Linked DNA regions of Zea mays: region 1 is linked to region 2. The links are chromatin contacts, called in public Hi-C maps. All regions are on one chromosome and are shown on one strand. The core of a region is the stretch at or near the end of the contact, and the rest is flanking DNA. Distances in the headings are between cores, read along the strand shown. Region 1 holds the start of LOC542747 (eukaryotic initiation factor 3). Region 2 holds the start of LOC100500956.

Region 1 (6,011 bases), core at 959-3,458, 250 kb after region 2:
TGCTATGACCTTTGTGTAGTTCAGGTTGGGCTACGAGCTACGCAACGTCGCTGACCTATCAGAGGATGACTTTACCAACGATGTCAACCTCGTCCTTCGTGGAGAGCCTGTCGCCGGAGGCCGACACGTCGAAGACCATGGAGTCCTCACGCTCGGTCTCGCTCGACAGCATGGCGAATTGGCGACTATGTTGGATTGTTGGCGACAGCAACGCGGAGCAAAAGTCGATCGACGTCGTGAGTGTGACGGCGACGGGCGCGGAAGCCGCGGCTAGGGATGAAAGTATGTAAGCAGTGGCGGAGCTCTATAAAATTGACGCCCGGGGCCACTTTTAAAAAGCTCTTTAAGATATCATGCGTAGGATAAACATAGAATAAAGTAATATTTATCTCAATTCAGCACCTTAAAATACGAAAAACTTGATACAAAGTTAAAATTACCTAATTAAAGATGATTTGGTCCTTCCTCGCCTCTAATAGCTTCACAAACATCAGCACGTGAATTTAAACCTACACATTGCATCAATTTGCTTAATTGGCATGCGAAGATCAGGATCAACGACAACTTGATCAACAATAAAATGATCTTAATGTTTTTATCCTCTTGATTCTCGTGTTTTGATGTCAATCTACAATAACAAAGTAATAATGCAACATTTAATAACCAACATATAGTGGAAATGGGAGAATAGGGGAGAAGAGAATACTCACAAATCACCGAATCGGTGGGACAATGAAATGGCTAGTGCCTGGTGATGTTGTCTAAGACTTTGGAGAGTTCAGAGTTCAGAGAATACTTATAAATCACTGACTCAGTGGGACAACTTGTTTGCTCTCTGATGTGGACTGATGACCTTTGAGAGTTCAGAGTTAGAGTCCTAATTCTTGCACCAAGACAGCCGAACAGGAAGGGGAAGCCGCCAAGCCGGCAAGCCGGCGCGACACCGTGATTCTGGACTGAGACTGCCGTATGGAACAATGGGTGGCTCCGTGGCTGACCTGTGGACGCCGGAGTTGGTGACGCCGCCGACCGCCGTGGAGGAGCCGAGCCGCCGGCGAGGAGCAGAAAACAAATGCCCGCTACGAACCGTGGAGGGAGGCAGGAAGCAGGGCGTAGGGCCACAGGGAGGTGAGGAGGTCGCTGACTGCCCAGCTTGCTGGTTGCTAGATCCATGGAGGGCGTGCAGCGGCCGTCGAGCTTGTCGTAGTGGGCACCGGCGACCAGCCGTCGACCTCGAGTCCTTGAGCAAGCAACAGAATGCGAGCCGCCATGGCAAGGTTGAGGCTAGGTCCATCAGGGTTGCAGTTGCCATATGCCCAGGCTTCAAGTGGAGAGGAAGGATAAATGGGCCAGAATTTTTTGGATGAAAAAACCTAAGTATAAATGGATATTTGGGCCACGACCCGGGCCATGACCCAGGTGGCCCGAGACCCAAATCCGCCCCTGTATGTAAGTGATAATCCGAATTGCTAGAACAAATTTAATATTTTGAAATAGATATGTATAAAATTTGATGTTGATATTTTTATGTTATCAAGCACATTATTATAAATAAGAATATTTTTTTTGCATAAATTGTTGTATGCATTATTTGCTCCATACAACAAAAAATTTTAAAAACCAAATTTGTATCCGAATTCATACCGAATTTTAAATCTATCATTTAAGAAATTATATAATAATTTTGTGAATTTTCTTTTATGGATTTTTACATGTTTAATGCTTAAAAACAAGAATATAATATTGCATATTACGATCAAAGTAAAAGACACAAAATCGGTATCTAAATAGTTATCGTTTTCATCCTGTCCGCAGCCACCGTGGCCTCGTCACGGGAGCCTAGGCCCTAGAGGCAGGGCGTTGGCGAGGTCGAGCGAGTCCGCGAGGCGGGCGGCCGTGGTGGCGTTGACGAGGGGGGAGTCGGAGTCGGAGTCGGAGTCGGAGTCCAGTTTGTTATGCAACACCGTCGCGACGCACAAGACTCCGATCTCACGGAAGAAATTTCCACCCCGTTTTTTTGGGAATCCATACTGAACCTCGGATCCATGATCAAGGGATGAAAATTATCCATGATGACGTCATAGCATGGTTGTGTTGCGCAGATATCTCCGGCCGTTTGGAAGGAGAAGGCCTATTAAAGGCCCAACTATACACAGGCCGCCTATATAAAAGGAGAGAACTAACCCTAAACTCCCAACCTTCGCCTCTCCTCCCGTTGTCAGCCGCCGTGCCTGTTCTCTCTGCCTTTCTAAAAGTGCGGCGACTGGTTGGGCTGCCGCCGACTGCCGGGGCCTTCGCCGACCTCTTCGCCGGCGAAGAGGTCCCATCAGGTATTGCCAAAATGAGTTCCCAAACTCTAATCTCAAACTATTTGGCTGTTTGATCGATGCCTGTTAGCTTCTAAGTTTTTTGCAAAAAAATATCGGGTGTACATGCCTTTGCTAGATCCCACCCTAACTGTTGGTGTGGTGCAGGAGAAGGAGTAGATCGTCGACCCAGAACCCTCGCTGATGGCGACTTTCGCGAAACCTGAGAACGCGCTGAAGAGAGCCGAAGGTGAGTTGCTGGGACTTGGGATCGATTTTTATCTGCGGGTGGTAGTTGTTGATGCTATGCCTGCTGCATGCGGGATTTGTCAGACCCTTGCGAATTAGCATAGCGTGAAGATGATGCGTGTGTTACTTGCTCTGATTGAATAGGGAATGTTTACTGCTGACGAATCTATTTACTGCTTGGTTCTAAATGTTAGTTTAGTTTGAAAGTTGGAATATTGACTACATTGATATTGTTACATTGATTAGGTGAACCTTGCTTCCTGCATACAAATAAATATTAGCCAGTTGTCTGTTCTCATTACATGAGGTATTTTGTCCCATTGAGATTTTTGTTTTGTTTTGTTTTGATGAATTATGTCATGCAATTGGTGGGAAGATAGAGAGAAATAGAGGAGTAGGTACAAGATGAGTTCAAAGTTTTGATCAAATTCCTAAAGAAATTCGTGATTTTTGGGTTTTTGCATAGGTGAACCAAAAAATTCAGTTAGAAATACTTAAAAATGCTACAATGTATATCGAAGTTAACACACCACTACACCTATCTTTAATAATTTGTGAAAAGCGTCCAGCCCTCCAGCATATGATATCTAGGGATAAAATCCCACTCCACTAAATGGAACCTTGTAAAGTTTATGCAACATAAAAATGATTTGTTTAATTTACCTGAAAACAACCAGGAAGGCTGGAATTTGAGGATTCTTGTGACTGTCAATTAAAAAACATGGTTGCAAATTCTTAAGAATCTGCTCGTATTGGTGTGTTGTCATAAAAGATGTGTATGCTGATCGCTTCCTCTGCTTTTATTTCAGAATTAATCCATGTTGGTCAAAAGCAGTCAGCCCTGCAGGCTTTACATGATCTCATTACCTCGAAAAGGTACAGGTCATGGCAGAAGCCTCTCGAAAAGATCATGATGAAGTATGTAGAACTCTGTGTTGACCTGAGGAAAGGCAGATTTGCAAAAGATGGTCTTATTCAGTATAGGATTGTCTGCCAGCAAGTAAACGTGTCATCCTTGGAGGATGTCATAAAGCACTTCATGCAGCTTTCAAATGAGAAAGCTGAACAAGCTAAGAGTCAGGTCGAAGCACTGGAAGATGCTCTGGATGTCGAAGATCTTGAAGCAGACAAGCGTCCCGAGGACCTCATGCTCAGTTTTGTCAGTGGGGAGAAAGGAAAGGACCGATCAGATAAAGAGGTTGTAACTCCATGGTTTAAGTTCCTCTGGGAGACATACAGGACTGTTCTAGAGATACTAAGGAACAATTCAAAGCTTGAAGCGTTATATGCTGTAAGCTATTCTCTTATGAGCATTTTGTTGCTTGCTTCTGTTGAATTTACTTTGTATGTGGCACATAAATTTTCCATGGTATTGGTACAACACATTACCATTTGCATAGTTTTTATTACTGAGAATTTACATCTTTTTTCCTCTCCATTTAACAACCATTATTCAGATGTATGTGCCAATTCAACCATTTTTTTACCTGAATTCAGCCTTTTTGCTATTATAAATGGTATCTAGCTGTCAAAATATATCTTGTGAACTCAATAGCTTAATGTACTGGCTGATATTTTGGTTAAACAGCTTGTCATTACTGACTTTCCTATTCGATCATGTGCCTACTGTTAACTTGCATTCCGATTTTCTCATTCTACAATTTCTCCAGAAAATACCATGAGTAGATTTTGTGACTGATTAACTTTCTAATATGCAGATGACTGCTCATAGGGCTTTTCAATTCTGTAAACAGTATAAGAGAACAACTGAATTCCGTAGGTTGTGTGAGATCATCAGAAATCATCTTGCTAATCTCAACAAATATCGCGATCAAAGAGATCGTCCTGATCTGACTGCACCTGAAAGTTTACAACTGTATCTTGATACACGTGTTGAGCAGCTTAAAGTTGCTACAGAACTCTCCCTTTGGCAGGTTTGTTCCATTACTTATGTATTTTAATTAATTCTTTACCCATATACAAATGCTACATTCCTTGAATTGTCCCTGGATTGCAGGAAGCCTTCCGATCGGTGGAAGATATCCATGGTTTGATGACCATGGTGAAGAAAATGCCAAAACCATCTATCTTGGTGGTCTATTATGCAAAGTTGACTGAGATCTTCTGGATATCGGACAGCCACTTATATCATGCGTATGCGTGGCTCAAGCTTTTCAACTTGCAGAAGAGCTACAATAAAAACTTGTCTCAGAAGGATCTACAGTTAATAGCATCTTCTGTTTTACTTGCTGCACTATCCGTGTCACCTTATGACAAAAAATATGGTGCATTTGAGACAGAGAATGAGAAAGAGCGCAACATGCGTCTGTCCAACCTTGTTAACTTTTCGCTTGATAACAAGCGTGAAAACAGGGAAATGGTTTGTTATCCAAACTGTTTGTGAATTAAATAGCATGTTCAGTAGCATGTTTCCACCCTGATCTTTCTGCTTTTCCTTTTGCAGCCTTCAAGACCATATCTTCTATCAGAGTTGGTATGTGCTGAATTGTACTGTTATACCTGCAGCCATGTTATCTATTTTTTGAATGTATTCTCTGTCATCACATGCATTTTTTTGAGTAACCGCTTATTAGAAGCACTTAACACGATTCTACTTTTACCTAGTTGGATAGATGAATTATGAAATCATTGTTATCTCTTTTCTCTGGCCCCATCAATATAGAATGAGTATCATTTCTCTTGCTGTCATATCATAGATAGCTGTAATATCTATCTATTTGTATGGCTTGTAGGCCTCCAAAGGAGTCCTTTCATGTGCTTCCCAAGAAGTGCGAGATTTGTACAACCTTTTGGAACATGAGTTTCTACCTCTGGATCTTGCATCAAAAGTGCAGCCACTTCTTTTGAAGATTTCAAAGATTGGAGGGAAGCTTTCATCAGCTTCTTCTGTTCCTGAGGTCAAGTTATCTCAGTACATTTCAGCATTGGAGAAGCTGACAACATTGAGAGTGCTACAACAGGTCTTAATTAAGTTCTGCTATATATGTTTGTACATAACTTGTAAATTGCTATATGTTGCAATAATGACTTCTAGTGTTTCTCTTCCAATTTCAGGCCTCTTGTATTTTTAAATCCATAAAGATTGATATGCTCTCAAGAATGATTCCATTCTTTGACTTCTCTGTCGTGGAGAAGATTTCTGTTGATGCTGCCAAACAAAATTTTGTTGCTATAAAAGTTGACCATTTATCGGGAGTTGTTCAGTTTGGTACTGTGGTATGTGGTCCTTACTGTGTCCATCAGTTCTAATGTGTTCTAGCACTGAAATTATCTGTTCACAGTTTTCTCTTGGGTTGTAAGCTGAGTCATGATTAAAGATGTGTTATATTAGCTCTCCATTATTTTACGTTCCTTAGTACCTCATAGTTCAATGTTTTTGCACAGTGGGTTCACGTTGTCACCTACTCACCTCGTTTGGGTACAGTACTCGTGTGT
Region 2 (5,357 bases), core at 1,123-3,622:
CACTGTGTGTTGTATTGAGCTTGAGAGCTTGAGCGTCTAAGTTGGGCCTGCCTTGTAACGTCGTGTGCCCTCCCTTTTATAACTCAAGGGGGCACGTACAAGGATACTGAGCCCCGACATGTGGGCCCAGAGGCAAAATGGAGGGAAGTAACTAATGCTGTAACGCCTGGGCGATGTCCGAGCTCCATAATATCCGTAGTGCATATAGTATTGATATCCTGCGCTGCTTCCTCGGTAACGCGCGAGTGATGATGAGCATAGTGTACGCCGTAGCACGGGCGTACTGCCTGTCAACAGAATGGACAGGCACGCCGCCTGCAGGATGGCCTGGTCGCCGCCCGTCAGCGGACTGGACATGGCACATTAAATATTGAGGCGGCACATCGCCTGTTAGTGGAGTGGACAGGGCTCATTAAATGTCGAGGCGGCACATCACCTGCCAGTGGAATGGACAGGCGGCGCGCCTTATCCGCAATAAATGCAGAGACCGCGCGGCCTAGAGGCCTTACGTCAGGCTCCGCTCGCTGGCTTACGGGCAGTAGGCCATGTGGCAGCATCGGGGCTCCGCCTGAGCGGGGAGCAGAGGCGTGTGTGGTATGGTCCGGACACGTGTCAGCTCCGGACCCCCGCCTGACCTTGATTAAGGCCTAGGTATTCTTTGTCTCAGAATCACGGGGCCCTGCTGTGAGTGGCCCGGACCCCACACGGAAGGGTCCGGGACCCGTCCTAGGGGTCCGGTTTGTACCGGTGGAGGTCCTGGACCCTGCCCTGAGGTCCGGTCCGTATATGCAGGGGTCCGACACTTCCCCATGGGGGTCCGGACCCACTGTTGATACCTTGGAGGATATTGTCTTCCCTGGCCATGTGGCGGCCCCAGAGCCGTCCACGTGGTGGGGTCGGGTGCTGTTCACCACGCGACTAGAGATAGCCGCGCAGGCACCGCGTCTTCATACTGTAGTAAGGGGTACCCCTGTTTCAGGGTACCGACAATAGCGTAGGTTGTATGTAAACGCACAATATTCAAAACTATATTTTTTACACACAATATTTAAGGTCCAATGGTCGACATAGCAGCAGCGTCATGTATAGTTCATATAAAAGTAACACATGAGGTTAAATTTAGTCTACGACTCAAAAAATATGGGCTGCTATTTTTAATATTCATGTATGTGAACTCATGATTATTCAACATTCATGTATTTGAACTCGTGGTTATCACAAATAAGCATAGTGGATTATTAGCTTAGATATATTCATGTAATTGCCGTTTTAGGTGGAAGCAATAATTTTTGTTTCGGAAAGAACACTTTTTCGCAAACCAAAATACACTGGTGTGTAAAAACTAATATTGCAGTTTGAAAATGATGGGGTACATCTCCTCATAAATTATTGGTATATTGACAAATGAAAAGAACCTATGAGTGGCCATATAAGTAACTCATTTGTTGTAAAGACAAATAGCAATATATTTGACCATGCAATTTACTAATAGAGGTCGTACTCTAGGTAACAGCCCACCGTGCAGAAGATGTTTTAACGTGAATCAATCACACCACTGATGAGGTCGATGAGTGAGCTACAAAAGCACAATTAGTATACATATGCAACATTTTATATGTGTGGATATATAATAGGGAAGGTGATTGGTGTAAAAATCAACAATACATTCTAAATGTGTTGCATTAACGTTTGCATGAAGCAAGTCATGCAAAAGTGTCAAGCAAATAATTTGTTTGGAGAATTAGATCGAGCAACTTGAACACATGGTCCACATCAGTCTACTTTATTTGACAATCTAAAACTGTTGTAGTAGCGGTTGCAGCAATGAAGCCTGCAAACGTGTTAACCCAAAAAAAATCAGTTGGACATTCAATCGAACAACCTGTGCGCGTGTTCGCAACACTCAACCCTCCTTCCCATGCCCCTTAATGGAGGTCCTCATGTAGTCGGTCACACATCACTGTGGTGTATTAGAGCAACGTGAGGTAAGGATGGGGACTTGGACGGAAGTATTGCAGAAGAATGGATGAGGAGGTGTGGGGAGGACGATCCGAGAACCAAACGAAGTCAGAACTGACGATCACAACATCTCTAGGATGGACGCAAGAGGTGAAGGTGTCAGTGCGAATTGGAGAAATGCAATGCAGATAGAGCTCCAACTTCAGCAAGGCACCTAGAAGGCTAGAACTCTTCACACGCGTGTTGGTAGCTATGCAGCGTTGCCAGAGAGGATGGAAAGTAGAAGAAAGAAGGAAGAAATCACATGCGAGGCGAAGTGAAGCACATACCTTATGTTGCCGGGGAGAAGGATGTCATCGTCGATCGGTCGGTGGTTTGGGAACCCTAGGCCGTCGTCCGCAAAATCACCGATGGTGAAAGCTAGGTAAAGAACCCCCTTCCAGAAGTAGCGAGAGCAGTCTAGCAGAGTCAATCAGAGCAGTAGGAAATTCACAGTCGTGCGATGCATATCTGACGGAAAGGCGACGTGGCATAACGGGTGAACGGTTTTCTTCACTATGGAATTTCTAAACACCGCTCTCTCCAGCGTGTGAAATTATTCTCAGTTTCAGGCGTTCATCGCTCGTCGGAGCAGCAAATCCGCGCCCATCCAGAATTAGTTCCACTGCCAAGTAAAAAACCCATACCATGGCGGGGCACTTACATACATACATACATCATTTACAGAGCGAGGCAAGGATGCGGCGCGGTGGCTCGAAGGAGCGCCGGGAGTGCAGGACGGCCCAGTTGTCGAGGAGGAGGATGTCGCCGCGCCGCCACGGCACGGCCACGCACTCCTCCTCCAGGACCCGGCCGCACGCGGCGACGACGTCGGCGGGCAGGGGCGAGCCGTCGCCGAAGGTCACCGCCTTCACCGGGTCGTTCCGGGCGTCCTTCCACCCCGTGTAGGCGGCCACCATGCTGTTGAACCAGACCTTCCGCCCCCGGCTCTCGTCCCACTTCACCGCCGGGATGGGCCCCATGACCGTCCTCACGCCGTCGCCGGTCCATTCCAGCTTCATCCCGAGCTTGGCGGCCCTGTTCATGCATAAAGATGTGACAAAGGCCCCAATTCTTCAGATGGGTATATACAATGCAATGGTGCTACTGCTACCTTTCCTCAGCAACGGCTTTATCTTTAGTGAGAAATGTCGACTGCCATCCACGGCCGATTGGCGAAGACGGGTCATCGCCCTCCCCCAGAACCCTTGTATATACCAGCCCCTCCTTCTCCAGTTTCTCCACGAATTCGGGGAATTCTTCCTGCATCCTCTTGTAGACGTAATGGCTCAGTACGATCGGTGTCTCCCCGCCACTCTTTGGCTCCACTTCACAGAAGAAGAACAGTTTGGACGGAAACGTTGGAACCTAAAAAATCAAAGCGTGCGTGCTGTATTGTAGCTTGGTCATCAAACTGAGCTCTACGTGAAAAAAAAGATCAATCTAATTTTGAATTGAAAAATGGGTACTAGGCTTAAAAAGCAAGCCCACGTTGCAGATGTACATGTCGTGGCCACTGCGTTGTCTCCTGAATTTCAGTTACCCCGCTGCTGCTCTTATGGTGCCAGAGTGCAGGGGAGGCTCAAGACTCGATTACCTGGGCCATCTCGTGGTGGAAGGGGATCTTCTGATCGGGCGGCGACTCGTTGGCGGTGAACACCCGGCCCACGACGTTGGTCCGCGGCGCGGCGCCGCCGACGTACGGCAGCTCCTCGTACCCGAAGGCGTCGACGGCGCGGTCGAAGTCCGCGGCCGTCGTCGCGGGGAACCCGCGCAGCAGCAGGGCCCCCGCGTGCCGCACCAGCGGCTCCAGCCGGGACGCCCTCTCGGAGCGCACGGCCGCCAGGAACTCGTCGAGGCCGCCGCCCGCGGGGGCGCTCGGGACCAGCACCGCCGGGAACGGGACGCCCTCCACGACGCGCTGCTGCGGGAGGCGCGCGTCCCGGAAGAAGCTCGCCATCGGGGCTTCGGTTTCCTTGGCTCCCGTTGCCGGGCCGCGCGCGGGCGCGTGGATGGAGACGGTGGAGCGGTGGATGCGAGACTACGAGAAGCGACGAGGGGCTTCACTTCACGGCGTGTCCGGATTCGTTGGGAATTCGGAATGATGCTCTGGACAGAGGGATGAACCGTGAACGTGGACGGCTTCGCGGGAGTTTTCCGTCTTGGCCTGGTGTTTTAGGGAAGCGGGACTACAGGAGCCGGTCAGGGTCACTCACTTTGGCAGTGTTGAGTGTTCCGTTCCACTTGTCACACACCAAAGCTCATGCGCATAGACAGGTTGAAAACGGACCGACATATTTTTGTGTTTGCCCATAAATCTGAGGACGGAAACACGAGAGAGTCTATTCCATCTGTTTTTGTGGGATTCTATTTTTTCAAGATTTAACCCGTATTTATTCTGTATTCAAGAAATCCGTGTTGAGCCCAATATACATTAGTGCATAAAATAAAGCCTTATATTCTTAAATGATATGTTATAGCATAAGTAGCCATTCTAGCCATCGTCTCTCTTGAATGACAAGCGGTCTAAGTGTAATGTCGTAGGTCGATAGCTTGTTGTACGTTTGAGTTAGATGCAAGATAGATCTGGCCAACGTAGGAAATAAGATTCAAGTTATCCTCCGGTCAGTGTAAGAACAGTCAAAGTTCCGGCTACGAATCTCGAGAGAATGCCAAGGACTTGGTCGCTGCCTTGCGGAGGCGCCGCGGCGGCGGACCCCGACCAATAATCTGGTTGTGGCTCGACGTCGGCGAAGCTGCTTGGTGGTGGTGGCGGTGGCTTTCTCCTCTTTTCCCCTCGGCGGTTTCTAGGTTCAGGTGATCTCCTTCCTCCCGCTTCCCTACCCTCTGGTCGCCCTCTGGTCTTCTCGATTCCCCCTGAATGGACCTAGCCAAATTGGATTTTCGGCCGGAGATCGTCTTCGAGGACTCTCTCAGGCTCTGTTTGGCCTCTTCGGTATGTCCTGAACGTCCGAGTCTTCCGTCGTCTTTCTGGTTGGTGATTTCATTTGGTATATGCATTTTCAAGCTGAACTCAGATCCTGTTGGCTACCTTCTCCAAGCTGCCCTGGGAGGATTTGCGGTAGGCTTTGAGGTTTATCAGCTTTTGAAAGTTGACTAGAGGGGGGTGAATAGGCGGAATCTGAAAATTATAAACTTAAGCACAACTACAAGTCGGGGTTAGCGTTAGAAATATAAACGAGTCCGAAAGAGAGGGCGCAAAACAAATCAACCAAGGAAATAGAGCGGATGACACGGTGATTTGTTTTACCGAGGTTTGGTTCTTGCAAACCTACTCCCCGTTGAGGTGGTCACAAAGACCGGGTCTCTTTCAACCCTTTCCCTCTCTCAAACGGTCA

Evidence for each region. Hi-C and Micro-C count contacts between places; a contact is called where the count stands out from the background.
Region 1: a Hi-C map of leaf shows a contact between it and region 2, with 3 times the contacts expected there. The contact joins the promoter of LOC542747 here to the promoter of LOC100500956 in region 2. A contact is called at or near these places in 5 of 25 Hi-C or Micro-C datasets (bundle sheath, ear, leaf and 1 more).

Annotation. Positions count from the first base shown.
Region 1 is chr3:7,313,464-7,319,474 of Zm-B73-REFERENCE-NAM-5.0, forward strand. LOC542747 (eukaryotic initiation factor 3) reads left to right here and starts at 2,209. Exons shown (of 14, transcript NM_001112256.2): 1 at 2,209-2,330; 2 at 2,475-2,556; 3 at 3,365-3,846; 4 at 4,274-4,489; 5 at 4,573-4,935; 6 at 5,020-5,049; 7 at 5,309-5,536; 8 at 5,631-5,792. The coding sequence starts at 2,511.
Region 2 is chr3:7,064,771-7,070,127 of Zm-B73-REFERENCE-NAM-5.0, forward strand. LOC100500956 reads right to left here and starts at 2,373. Exons shown (of 5, transcript NM_001322363.1): 1 at 2,289-2,373. It overlaps LOC100272718, which reads right to left and starts at 4,133. Exons shown (of 3, transcript NM_001360105.1): 1 at 3,596-4,133; 2 at 3,113-3,366; 3 at 2,492-3,036. The coding sequence starts at 3,958. The coding sequence ends at 2,676.